Regions from separate parts of the Rattus norvegicus genome. Here region 1 is linked to region 2. A link is a contact called in public Hi-C data. All regions are on one chromosome and are shown on one strand. Each heading gives the region's core, a stretch centred on a gene start, on an enhancer-like site or on the middle of the called end of the contact. The rest is flanking DNA. Distances are from core to core; before and after follow the strand shown. Region 1 holds the start of Lrrtm3 (leucine rich repeat transmembrane neuronal 3). Region 2 overlaps Ctnna3 (catenin alpha 3).

Region 1 (6,798 bases), core at 3,034-5,533, 640 kb after region 2:
TTCAGAAGCCTAAATCTGGTAACCTCGTTTCTATGGAAGAGATTTCAATTCCTAAAGATTCCATGGCCTTCCAGTCAACAGCGCATGTTAGGAAAATGGTGCTCAAAACATGAGCTTATGGGGGCACTTCTGATTCCAAGTTAGCGTGATTAACATCTGACCTATAATGTAAGTTTCAAACAGCGTACACCTTCATTTTGCACACTAATGTCCACATATTTGGAACAGTGTCTAGTATATAATTGTATCCAAACTATTCATTTGCCAAATTGATGAAATTTCTGAAGCCAGGTATCCTGAAGATACCCTATTACAATCTCAATTTTTACAACTTTATATTTGGTGATCCCATTTCATATTGAACTGAAATTTGGCATTATATACAGGTATTTAAACAAAATGTGGTATGATAGTCAAAGTAACATAAGTGCAATTAAAAAAGTGTTTAGATAGAGGACATCATGTTTTATAGTTGTATAAATCATAAGGCCTGAGATGCATTTGGGGAAATTTAAGTTGTTGGGTAGTATATAGTTAGTACTCTCTGTGGTGGTGATGGTAAAGGAAGTTGCTAAACACATAATGGGGTGTAATTTTGTCTGTGTTGAAAAGTTGGCTTTCAGTCAACAAGTAAAAAAGGACAAACTATGAAAAACATACAAGAAAATCAGTAAAATTCCCAAAAATACAGTATTTTCCTTTTGAACAACGACTCAGTGTCTTTAGAATAATCTCCACAGATGAGAATGTGGATTTGAATTGTGATTTCCACTTTGGGATTTTTTTCAGCTAGCCTCACCGATAATTTCCCCTCTTCGAGAACTTTGCTGCCTTTAACAAGAACAAACATAGAGGGCTGGCAACTTAAGAGCTGGCACCAAAGGAGGGACCACTCAGAGTGCCATGATGCAAGAATGGCGAAACTACCTCTGAGAAAGAGACAGGTGGTCGGCATTGAGTGAAATACCAATCTTGAAAGCCAGGGAAGGAGCACAAGATCAGAGCCATGGAGCAAGACAAGGTGGGGAGCCAAGATATGAGAAAATTAAAGACAAGGTGTGCAATACGAGACAAGGTTATTTGCCATTAATAGCCCCAGCATATCTGTCCATTGAAAAGCAACATGAGATAATTGCATTCCCCTGCTCTCTGCTGAACTTCTGTCACAGGGGTGGGAGGCACACGGACGAGTGAGTGGCCCTGTACAGCTGATCACCAAGAAAGTTGTCTCGATAACGACCTCCCAGTGAGGAGGAGGAAGGGTGAGCAGGAAAAGCAGAAGCTTTTGATGCCAAGGAATGGGAAAGAAGCTATAAATATGATTCCCTTAGGCTCTTTTTGAGACATGCAGGTTGAGAAGTCCCGTTCAGGATGTTAGATAATAAAGACTCGGTCTTATCCTTCTGTACTGAGGTTTCAAAGTATAATTACTATTCCTGAGATACTTAAGGTTTGACCATGAAGATGAGCGCTGCCTCAAGCTGCTGATCTTGTTTTCTCCCACCTCTCACATACATCATTTAAGAGTAGTTCCCGTGTGATGATTTCCAGTCTCACCGAGAGAGGAAATCTCTAGGGTCAACACGGAGTGTGTAAGAGTAGCATTACATATATCGTTCCCTCTATAGACTAGAATCCTCCTACCCTGTTATCGCTCTGGTATAGACTCCTCTTGGGACCTGGTGGTAGACCAGTAAGTGAACCAGCTGTAACCTGCAACTTTGTGTCAAGAGCCATGGATGTCTTTATCCACTTCCCTCAACAGACCTAGGAATGGGACTGACTCTTCCCAGCCACTCAGTGCACATGCATCCTGTTAGATGAGAGAGGGTAAGTAGGAACTAAGTTCCCAAGAGAGAGTCACGGGGTTGCATATGTAGGACTGTGATACATCATGAGCAACTATAAAAGAGGTTGTCATAAAACTGTATATAATTAATGCATACTACCAAAGACACATAATAAAATATTTTAATATATCTTGTAATAGAAAAAGACCACCATTGCATAATAAGCTGATAAGACAGTTTACTGACTAAATATATTGTGGCTCTAAGACATGTCAAGCACTATTGTATCAAAATAACTGAGACACAGAAAGTGATCACTTAGAAGTCACATCTCAATATCAGACATCCTCATTTTCTCTCCTTTTTACTGGGTTTCTTAAATATACTTGTCCATCAAAAAAAAGTAGCCACTGAGGTGGCTACCTTCACAAAGAAAACCTACATTTTCCCATGCCACTGTGGTCTTAGACCCAGGTAAGTACAGCAGCATTAAGTGGAATAAGTAGGTTTGCAGAGAGAGGGGGGGGAGAGAGGGAGAGGGAGAGGGAGATTCATATGAAAATGAATCAAAAAAGGGTCAGAAGATTTAGGGGAGGAATTGGAGGGTAGATTTGACCAAAATATGATATATGCATATGGGAAATTCTCAATGAAAAAGAAAACATAAACAACCTCTTTCATCCCCTTAAAATAGAATCTTGGGGAATGGAAAAGGAAGTGTGTTTTAATAAGCTTTATTACAGCCACAACATGTGTAAATTCAAGGTAATAACTACACCATCAATAGCATAATACCCAAGGAATTGCCCTATGCAATTTGATTATCATGATTAGCATTTACCAAACTGTTCACCCCTTGGATAATATCTAATTGAGATGCAGTCAATGTACCTAATACAAACAAGGCAAATATTTTAAAGAATAATAATTACTTATAGAAAATGACAAACCACATAGGCCAAGTGTCATGCTTTGCCTTGGTATAGAGAACCATCAATTATTACTTATTAGACATAGTCCACAGAACCAAAACATTAATTTTAAATAGAAAGTGGAGATGATGAAGGCACGAGATCTCTCCCCACTGGTTGACTGAATTAGTTCTTCATAAACAGTTAATATGGGCAGTATTCAATATTAAAAAGCAGCATAGTTCTATGTATGCGATACCCACAGATGCTAAGCACTTTAAGACAGCAAGAGGACACAGGACTGAGGCTCGAGCTCTGGGTTCTGTGTTTCATCCCAGTACCACAGTCACAGACAAAGATGTAACTTAACACTCAGCCTAATATCTCTATTGTGTCCAGTGTACAGGTGAGAACACAGAAGCACAGAGAGCTAAGTAAGCTGCACAAGGTGATGCGGGCGGTCCATTCAGCAAGGAAGAGTCTGCATAGATGAATGGTTGCTCACCCCCTTCCTTCTAAGACAAAGGAAACTCAGGGGGTCCCACTCTAAAGACCAAGAGTGTGCTCTATACGGCTTCCCTACCCTAATCTATCAGAATGTTCACCAGAGCCACCTGTTCAAAGGAACTAGTGCTGGGTGAAGCATCAGAAGACAGACTTGTTCTGCCTGGGGGCTCTATGCCTCTTTGCCACATCCTGACCCATTTAAGTCTCAGGTCCTTCACCTTTGAAATGTAGATGGCAGAGGGTCCTACAGGCTGCAGATGTTGACTGATGAAGCAGGGTGAAGCCTACATTTAGAGGGCTTAGGAAGCACCCAATAAATATTATTAGTGCAATAAATAGGGGCAACATCAATAAACTATGGGCCCAATGATCTTGGGGTTCTAATACTAGCACTAAAAATGGTTTATTTCTCTTCTGATTTAAAAAAAAAAAAAAGCCCACAGCAACCAAAGCAAGCCATAACCCAGTCATAAACATTAAACCAATTATATCTTTTGTGAGAAAATCAGAAAACCCATTAGCCCTATTAATTTGTGAGTCATTAGTCATCCCCTCTATTGTAAAGCCGATGTAGTCCAGCATCCTGAGACACCTTGCATAATATAATCACTGTGACTCCAAGAGGTCAAACAGTGCAGGCTCTTAATGCAGCTTTGTGAAGAGCTCGATAATTCATTTTATAAATTTCAGTTCAAAGCCTACATTGAGGTTAAGAAAAATTGACATCCGATCTGTAAACTTAACGTCAAGCTCTAGACGGAAAAAAAAGAAAAAAGAAAAAGAAACTCTGGGAAGCACATGTTTGTCGATTAAGCAGCCGCAGACAGTTACAGGCGTTGCCAAATTGTAAAACAAGACTTGGATATCACGGAAAATGTTGCTAGTTATTGATTACGTTGACCATTCACTTCCTATTGAGCCACCCAAAAGAACCATTCATTTTCCAGCAGAGCCTGCTCATTTGCAAGATAAAAGAGAGCCAGCTCTGCACATGCCCATAGTGTTCCTCGCCACTGGGGGCAGCTTTACATAAGACTGCATTCACTGAAACCGAAGCAACAGTCCGAGCAGCTTTCAGAATGACAGTCTGCTGGAGTGAGCTGAGCGTGTGCGCGGAACCGGGCTCTCTTGCCTTCTGGGCTCCAACGCAGCTCCGTGGCTGAACTGGGTGCTCACCACCACGGGACCGCCGGGCTATGGAATACAGATGTGGCAGCACAGGTAGCCCCACGTTGCCTAGAGGAATACATCATGGGTTTTGAGAAGAAATTATAGGAGCCAGTTTTTTTTTTTAACACACACACACACACACACACACACACACACACACACACACACTGTAAAGATGCAAAGACGTAATATCCATGAAGATCCTATTACCTAGGAAGACTCGGATGTTTTGCTGTGAATGCGGTGTTGGGATTTATTTGTTCTTGGAGTGTTCTGCATGGCTGATAAAGAATAATGTTCCAAAATCGGTCCATCTCCCAAGGGGTCCAATTTTTCTTCCTGGGTGTCAGCGAGCCCTGACTCACTACACTGCAGCTGACAGGGGCTGTCATGCAGGCGGCCCCTAAGCCAAAGCAAAAGACCTAAGGACGACCTTTGAACAATACAAAGGATGGGTATGTTTTGATATTTTTCTTCTTTCCTTCTTTAAAAAAAAATTGAAAAAAATCCTCTAAGTCTATGTAATAATTCAGCTTTAATTGTTTTAAAGATTATCTTTCTCTGGTCTAAGACTATAAATTCAGTTACCAGTGGCTCCATTTCCTTGTTTAGCTGTTAGAAATATACAATATCCTTATATTACAAAGATGATATTTGATGCTAATGGTATCTAAATGTTTACATTTCTGAATATGAAAAGAGATGGTTAGCTTTACTTGGTTTAAAAAAATAGGCATTCGTTTTGGGGGGATAACTTTTCTAAGTTGTTTTTATTTCCAGGTTTCAATGTAATTAGGCTACTGCGCGGATCAGCTGTAGCGGTGGTCCTAGCCCCCACTGTCTTACTGACTATGCTTTCTTCTGCTGAAAGAGGATGCCCTAAGGGTTGTAGGTGCGAAGGCAAAATGGTCTACTGTGAGTCTCAGAAACTGCAGGAGATACCCTCAAGTATATCAGCCGGATGCTTGGGTTTATCCCTTCGCTACAACAGCCTCCAAAAACTTAAGTATAATCAATTTAAAGGGCTCAACCAGCTCACCTGGCTCTACCTTGACCATAACCATATCAGCAATATCGACGAGAATGCTTTCAATGGGATACGCAGACTCAAAGAGTTGATTCTGAGTTCCAACAGAATCTCCTATTTCCTTAACAACACCTTCAGACCTGTGACCAATCTACGGAACTTGGATCTGTCCTATAATCAGCTCCATTCTCTGGGATCTGAACAGTTCCGGGGCTTGAGGAAGCTGCTCAGTTTACACCTCCGCTCCAACTCACTGAGAACCATCCCGGTGCGGATTTTCCAAGACTGTCGCAACCTGGAACTTCTGGACCTGGGCTATAACAGGATCCGAAGTTTAGCCAGGAATGTCTTTGCTGGCATGATCAGACTCAAAGAGCTTCACCTGGAGCACAATCAATTTTCCAAGCTCAACCTGGCCCTTTTCCCAAGGTTGGTGAGCCTTCAGAACTTGTACATGCAGTGGAATAAAATCAGTGTCATAGGACAAACCATGTCCTGGACTTGGAGCTCCTTACAGAGACTTGACCTGTCGGGTAATGAGATCGAAGCCTTCAGTGGACCCAGTGTCTTCCAGTGTGTCCCCAATCTGCAACGCCTCAACCTGGATTCCAACAAGCTCACATTTATTGGTCAAGAGATTCTGGATTCTTGGATCTCTCTCAATGACATCAGCCTTGCTGGGAATATATGGGAATGCAGCAGGAATATCTGCTCCCTGGTGAACTGGCTGAAAAGTTTTAAAGGTCTGAGAGAGAATACAATTCTCTGCGCCAGTCCCAAAGAGCTGCAGGGGGTTAACGTGATCGATGCAGTGAAGAACTACAGCATCTGTGGCAAGAGCACTACCACAGAGAGGTTTGACCTGGCCAGGGCCCTCCCCAAACCCACGTTTAAGCCCAAGCTCCCCAGGCCTAAGCACGAGAGCAAGCCTCCGCTGCCCCCCACGGTGGGAGCTAGCGAGCCCAGCCCAGAGACAGATGTGGACACGGAGCACATCTCCTTCCATAAGATCATCGCGGGCAGCGTGGCCCTTTTCCTGTCGGTGCTGGTCATCCTCTTGGTTATGTACGTGTCCTGGAAGCGGTACCCCGCCAGCATGAAGCAGCTGCAGCAGCGCTCCCTCATGCGAAGGCACCGGAAGAAGAAACGGCAATCGCTCAAGCAAATGACTCCAGGCACCCAGGAATTTTATGTAGATTATAAACCCACCAACACGGAGACCAGCGAGATGCTGCTGAACGGAACCGGACCCTGCACCTATAGCAAATCAGGCTCCAGGGAATGTGAGGTATGAACCATTGCGATTTAAAAAAAAAAGAAAGAAAAAGAAAGAAAGAAAAAAGAAACACAGAGAGAGTGCGCTCTTAAAAGCTGGGAAATAAGGGGTACTTTA
Region 2 (7,840 bases), core at 3,081-5,580:
ATGTATATAGAATCCTGTCTTGTCAAGATAACCATACTTTTCAGCATTGGGGTGGTTTGAAAATGGTTGACCCATAGGAAAGGGCACTATTAGGAGGTGTAGCCTTGTTGGGATAGGTGTGGCCTTGTTGAAGGAGGTATGTTCCTGTATAGGTGAGTTTTGGGGGCTTTTAGTGATCAAGCCCCACCTAACCAATGGGAAAGAGAGTCTCTTCAGGGAAGACAAGTATCCTCCCAGCTCTCTTTGGATCAAGATGTAGAAATCTTGCCTTCTCCAGCAGCAAACTGGCCTGCATGCTCTCTTGCTTCCCACCATGATGATAGTGGACTGAATCTCTGAAACTGTAAGCTGGCTCCAATTAAATGTTTGTTTGTTCTAAGAGTTGCCTTGGTCATGGTGTCTCTTTACAGCAATGAGACCTTAACTAAAACACACATAATAATCTACCAGATGTAGCATCAGAAGCAAGCTAGACAGTTTAGCAACTCCCATGTATAGAGCGAATTTGGGCAAGTCTTAGAAAAACTTTAATTCTTCTCTTCTTTGCTCTGAAAATTGTCAAGATAAGTAAGTCTCTATGCTGTGACAAATGGTAAAATTAACAGAACATTATCGATATCTCCACTAATTTTATTTAATATGTAGCCTGAGGCAAAGATCTATTTTTATGGTAAGATGAACTTATATAAACAGAATGTTAACAGATTCTGAAAAAAGAGAAATCCTGCTGGGTGAGCACATGTTAGCCATCGCTACAATAATGAGCTATAAATTAATGCTGTGAAGGACCATGATTGGTGTGTGGCTGCTGCTTGTAGCTATTTCCTATTAACTCACACTCACAGAGACACAGCATGTCCTTAGAATATCTGTGCATTCAGGGCATTCGAAAGCTATCAAGTAAGGAGGTTGTTACATGAAAAAGTATAGTATTCACACAAAAGAATTTTATGTAATTCTAACAGATTAGAATCTGTCCCTAGACATCAATAGAAAGGATGCTTACATTGCTAATTGACAAAGAGGAAGGGAAGACTGAGAACATTTAAAGTTGGAAGTAGAATTCTGAAAGTCTATAGCAGACCAATCAGATAGATAACACTAATGAAAGAAGTAGGTATCCACTCCCAAGTTCCACAAAAAAAGAGTCCTGGAAAATCCCTGCTGCTCGTTCCTTCTTCAGTGTTGCAGTTACACAGCATCAGACCAAAGTAAGGAACACAAAATAATAATAAGGTGGTTTTGCCAAGCTAATGACAAGTTGATAAACTGGTCATGAGAACCATGGTTAGCTTAGCATTTTAAAGATTCTAGAACCTCCATAAATCATCTCACTGAGGGAGCACATGGGAGAGATTTATGTAATTATTTCTTGAGCCCTCTTGATTGATTCACTTTTGTTGAATTTCCTCACGTGAAGTGGGATTTTTTTAATATATATATTGGTTTTGTTGAAGACTTAGTTGTGTCATGTGATGTTTTTTGGAAACTGCCTGGTGAAAGGGCATGTGATGTTTTACTGGAGGGCATGCTTAAGAGGACACATGATGTTTGAAAAGAGTATAGGAGGTAACCAACAGACAGTAGATGATGTTCAAGCATTGGTTCACCTTGCTAGTCTTCACTGATAATGTTCTGGCATTGGTTCACCTTGCTTCTTCCATGATCTTCCTTTTTCATGACTTTGTAGCGAACTTCTGGTGGTGTTCCAACTCCTTCAATCCAGTCATGCTGATTGGCCAAGTCTCATGGTTTCTTCTGGATCGAGCCACTGCTACTGGTTTCTACTTGGTGTTTTGCTAGTAGACTGGACTTCTGACAAGGAGGATTAGAATTGCTCCAAAGAACTACTTTTAAATAGGTGCAGGTCCTCTCTGTCCTATTAACTATCTTCCTCCCCTACCATTGTTTGGTAGACCATATGGGAGGTTGAAGCATTTAAGAACACTTATTAAAGTAGGTTTTGAGAAATATCAGCCTACACTAATGCCTAGATTGTACCCCATGATCTCCTGAGCGACTTTGGATGCATCCTGCTAGTCCTAGGACTATCATAGTTTCTTCCAGGTAGCAAGAATCAACACAGTCTTAGCAAAGAAGCTCGGTACTCATGATAAAGGTACTAATGTCCCACAGTGCTGTGAGAGCCTAAGACACACTGAACTGTAGTAGTAGCAGAAACTAAGACCCTCCACCTGCTAATGACTGAAGGCCTAGCAAGGACAGGCTGTATCTGAACAGCTCATGAATTCAACTTAGTCCATTGGGCAGGAAAATCACAACTGATACCCCCAATAACAGGAATCTAAAGAGATATAGTAGAAGTCCTGGAATACAGACATGTATACCACCACCCAAAGTGAGGAAAATACTACTGGAGGTAGACATTCAACTATGTTCCAAGAGAACCCTGGAAATCTAAATTCTATACACGAAGAAAAATTTCTGTACTTTGCATAAAAGTTATCACAGACAATAAAACAGAGAGAAACCATTATAGACTATTTAACCCATGGGGTAATTTTTACAACTACTTATGTACAGTAGAATTTTAATTAATTACTAAATCAAACTATCTTCCTGTGTTATCTATGTGTCTCTCATGCTATCCACCAGTTTCAAATAAGCAAGTTATTAACTCAGGCACCTATGTAAACTGAGATAAACACATAAGCTTTCTCAATACTGACTGCCAAAAGTCAATTGGATATCATCCTTTTTCCCCAAAGAGAATAAATAATCAATCAGAAAATATATATTAGTACATAAAATATTCCCACTAACTTATAATTTAAATCAATGAAGGGATAAAAGATGGAACTTCTATCTTCTTGAAGACAAAGAGCCTAATCAATCTAGAAGTTCCAACTGGTGCTCGATAGATGGCTCAGTAGGTAAACATGCTTGCCACCATGATGGCCTAAGTTTGATTTCTAGACCCATGTGGTAGAAGGAGAAATGTCCTGCAAGATGTCCTTGAACCTTCACACTCGGACAGTGGTGTGTTTGTGTCCACATGTGTTCACACACAAACACAAAAAGGTAAATGTAATTAAAAAGAAAGAAAAAGTATGAACTTTAAGGAAATTCCATGTCACAAAGAGTTTTAGTCCCAGTAGATGTAGGAATTATGGAAAGTAATGTCAGACTAGTAATGGCTTGGATGAAATGGTAACATGAAGAAAAAAGAATGAAAGTGAAAGAAAGGAAAGGAAAGGAAGGAAGGAAGGAAGGAAGGAAGGAAGGAAGGAAGGAAGGAAGGAAAAAAAACCCTTAAAAAATCACTGAAGGGACACAAACAGGACAAACATTAGGAACATGGTTCTTGTTGCTTTGTTTGTAATGGATAAAGAAATGGGCCTGAATATGAAAAGGGCCTTAGCAATCCCTCCAAAAGAAAAGAACTACCTAGTCCCTAAATCTTCTTAAGGATTAAGAATGAGATTTAACTGCTTCAGCAGTTACCTCTAGTTTATCTCTCTCTAGTTAGGGTGGCCCCATCATTTGCCAACATTCCTAACTGTATTAGCATTCCCAGCCAAAGCATTTGCCTGTCTCTCCTGTGTTGATATTTTCTGAAAGCACCCTTGATAAGGAGAGAGGAACATAGTCAGCTATGCACTTGATACAGCATCTATAACTGCTTTTGAAATTTTATTCATGGAGGATTGATGAGGAGAAGATTAACCATCTGATTTGTTTGGCAAATCAATGTAAATTAGATAGGAAGAGAAGAAGAAAACAAAAATCACACACGAACATCATTTATGTGCACAGCTACTGGCAATTGAATACTTTCATAGAGCTACAATATGGGTCAACAGCAGCTAACTGTGCTTACTGATTAATGAAAAGTAGAACTCAATAGTATTCAATACATTCAAATTTAGTAATAATGAAAAGAATCATAGACTTGAAGGGAACTGCCTCCTGATTAGCACATATAGGCACACACATACACAAACACACAAGCATGCATGCACACACATGAGCATGCAATGCACACACACTTGCATATACATGAGATTATATGCATAAATACATATGTAGATATACATTTATACATACATACATACATAGATCACATATTACACACATATATTTAATTACTGATATTTTTAATTTTTTTTGGCATTCTCTGTTCTTTTTAGTGAGAGAGGGGACACTCCTGCTGGTTCCCTTTGCCACTTGAGAGTTTTGCAAAGTCGTGTTTTCATGCAGCTGGACTCCTAGATAATTAACATCGCAGAGTGGTTTTCATCAGCAGTATGAGTCAGTATGTGTCACCAGCACTGGATCAAATCTTTCTTCATGCCCACCACAAGGTCTTGTTTTCTTGCCAGGGCTGATTTCAGCATGGGAATGTTGCTCCACGCTGCTAACATGACACTCTGTTTCCTTTTCCAGCTGAAGTTCAGAGCCAGCATTATATGCCAGGCTTCCCTTCTTGGGGGAGGGGGGCGGTCAGAAGATAATTCGAGCTGCTCTTGCCAAATCTGCCAGCCAGAAGCTAGCAGAAAAGTTCCTTAGTTTAAGTTAATGTTATAAAAGCAAACACATTAAAAACAATGCTGTATGTTAAATTATTTTAACCTAACATTAAAGATGGCAACTGTTGAACTGTATTTATTATTAGTCCAAATTACCCAGTGAAAATAAATCCAATTCTTTATGCTTTTGACATGTTATGTTCTTAGAATCACAAACATTTACTGAATCAAGATCACTTCAGTGCCCTGGATGTGTATTTTAGTTTTAAAATTTACCATATCGATTTTTAAGAGACTGACTGGCTATTACTACATATTATGTTACTATACTTTAGACAGATTCCTTTTTTTCCCTTTTCTCCATCTTTATTAAATTGGTTATTTCTTAGTCACATTTCAATTGTTATTACCTTTCCCGGTTTGCAAGCAAACATCCCCCTAACCCCTCCCCCTCCCCTTCTATATGGGTGTTCCCCTCCCCATTCTCCTCCCCTTACGGCCCTTCCCCCAACAATCACGTTCACTGGGGGTTCAGTCTTGGCAGGACTAAGGGCTTCCCCTTCTACTGGTGCTCTTACTAGGATATTCATTGCTACCCATGCAGTTGGAGCCCAGGGTCAGTTGATGTATATAGTCTTTGGGTAGTGGCTTAGTCCCTGGAAGCTCTGGTTGGTTGGCATTGTTGTTCATATGGGGTCTCGAGCCCCTTCAAGCTCTTCCAGTTCTTTCTCTGATTCCTTCAATGGGGGTCCCGTTCTCAGTTCAGTGGTTTGCTGCTGGCATTCGCCTATGTATTTGCTGTATTCTGGCTGTGTCTCTCAGGAGCGATCTACATCCAGCTCCTGTCAGCCTGCACTTCTTTGCTTCATCCATCTTATCTAGTTTGGTGGCTGTATATGAATGGGCCACATGTGGGGCAGGCTCTGAATGGGCATTCTTTAGACAGATTCTTTATCTTTATATATATATATATATATATATATATATATATATATATATATATATAGTTTTTATTTTTGAGACAGGACTGGGTTAGTTAGCTCAGACTTGTCTCAAACTAATAATTTTCCTAGGTTGGGCTCCTGAATGCTAGAAATACACCATCAAATCTGTCTTAATATTGTTACCTAAACTAAATTCTCATGAGCTTCAATATGAACAGGAAGTATGATGCAGAAAAAGCAAAGAAACATTGCATACTTATTTTCAACTACTGTCTATAAATTTAAAATGATGGAGGAATTCTCAGGGGCACACATGAAAGTGTGTGTGTGTGTGTGTGTGTGTGTGTGTGTGTGTGTGTGTGTGTGTGTGTGTGCACATGTGTGCGAGCGCATTTGTACAGAGTAGATATGGGGCACTTTCAAACACGCATGCAGGATGGCTTCATGGGGTAATAGAGGAAAAAGGAGAGAAAGTGCAGGGTGGGAGAGATTGTATGACGGAAACAAAACCTATGAGACAGTGTTTTACATCAAGTCCAGAGAAGCTGAGCTATAAAGCAAGAATAAAATCAGAAGCAAAAGATAACCAAGGTCACAGATTGAGCAACTTCCCAAGTATGAACAAAAGCAAAATAACCAGAGCAATTATGGGCCAGTAGTGCTTGCGAGGGTTATGGGCATTCTGAGATAGGAGAGGAGCTTTTGAATGCTCTGAAGGGGTTTGAATAAATACCAGTCAGTTCTGAAATGGTGATTTAAGCTCCATGACGATGTTAAGCATAAAATATGGATGAGAATACTGTGATGACTGGACTTCTCCTCAGAACTGCATTGCAAATGTTGCCAATAAGATTTTCTTGATTTATTCCTAATTTACGACCACAAGCAGTCATTTTCTATTTCTGCTCAGTCCACCAATTTCTGAAAAATGCATCTGAATCACAATCCTGTGCTTAGTGCATTTCATTGAAATGTTGGTGTGTTAAACATTGCCTAACAGACAAAACTGTACTTAATAGATGAAGCTTAGGCTGTATGTTACTATCAGGTGAATTACTTTAGGTTGCAGTTTATAGAAAACAGTTTATATATATAGACAAAACACATATATATGCATATATAATATGCATATACATGCATGTATACACATATACATATAATTATATGCCACATATAATATTTTATATATTAGATACTACATATATCATATTGTGTATCATTTATGTCATTTATTATATGTACCATATTTATCATATATCATGTACATTATATATAATATATCACATGTATCTTATATCATATTTTTTCCATTTCTATAGACACCTTCACAACCTGAATTGTCAACCTGTATGAGATCCAGAAATGCAGCCTGTTCAACATATTTATCACAATACCTGGCTTCGTGACATGGACCTTATCACTCAGATTTTTTTTTTTCTTTTCCAAAATCGTCACCATTCTTAGATGATCAACCTCCTTAAAACTATAAACCTTCTGTGTCATCAACACCAACCTACCTAGATTACTTATTTCTTGGGAGTCATTTCCTTTTGTTGCTGATGACACCTCCCTAAACAGAAAATTGATTTGGGTTAGCAGAGTCATTAATAGCTTCACTGAAAACATTCTCCTTCCTGCAACCAGTAATTTCTCTTTGCTGTAAACAAACGTCTGACGAGAAACTGAAGGGGGAAAACGTTTATATTGGCTTATGTTTTGAGAGGATACTGTTTCTCAGGGCAGAGAACTGAAGGCATTTTGAATGTGACTGGTTCTCCTCAAATCCATAGAGAAGATTCATAGATGAACCATGGTGTTCAACAGTTTTGTTTTGTTTGGTGGTTCAGACTCGGTTTTTGTTTGTGTGTTTGTTTTTGTTACTTAGTTTTTGACTGTCACTGTCTTCAGACACACCAGAAGAGGGCATCAGATCCCATTACAGATGGTTGCGAGCTACCACGCAATCATGGGATTGGAACTCAGTATCTCTGAAAGACCAGTCAGTGTTCTTAACCACTGGGCCATCTCTCTTCAGCCACTTTCAACAATTTTTTTAAAACCCTTTTCAGTTTGGTATATAACCAAGCCCTGGGGCTGGGACTCCTCTGACTCCTCATTTATTCCTCTCTGGAGAAGCCTTCACAGACACAACACAGAAGTGTATCTCCTAGGTGATTCCAAATCCAGTCAACTTGAGGATGAAGGATGCCCTCTTTACATGATCACCTTTACAAATGTTCAGGATTGCTGACCTTTGAACCTCAGTCTCCCTCTGCTCAAATGATTATTGAAGATGGTGTTGGCAACTACTGGGAAAGCAGAACTGATTTAGGCCAGACTTTCCTTAACAATTAGTGTGTTTTCAGTTATTTTGTATTTGGACTTCTCATCTATTGCTCCTCCTTC

The links. A called contact is a pair of places that touch in the nucleus more often than the background predicts.
Region 1: a contact with region 2 is called in a Hi-C map of Schwann cells, with 5 times the contacts expected there. The contact joins the promoter of Lrrtm3 here to the enhancer-like site in region 2. A contact is called at or near these places in 2 of 12 Hi-C or Micro-C datasets (Schwann cells and frontal cortex) and 1 of 1 datasets of contacts at active chromatin or transcription factors (oligodendrocytes).

What each region holds. Positions count from the first base shown.
Region 1 is chr20:24,510,021-24,516,818 of GRCr8, forward strand. It overlaps Lrrtm3 (leucine rich repeat transmembrane neuronal 3), which reads left to right and starts at 4,284. Exons shown (of 3, transcript NM_001106387.2): 1 at 4,284-4,833; 2 at 5,159-6,693. The coding sequence starts at 4,830. The region is part of intron 7 of Ctnna3 (catenin alpha 3); the gene reads right to left.
Region 2 is chr20:23,865,166-23,873,005 of GRCr8, forward strand. The region is part of intron 13 of Ctnna3 (catenin alpha 3); the gene reads right to left. Among named protein-coding and RNA genes, the nearest start is that of Lrrtm3, 650 kb to the right of the region's middle. Within about 2 kb of position 4,331, at least 7 of the 93 cell types and tissues checked have an H3K27ac peak or open chromatin away from gene starts, as enhancers often do. A contact at or near this core is called in Schwann cells, where this site is marked.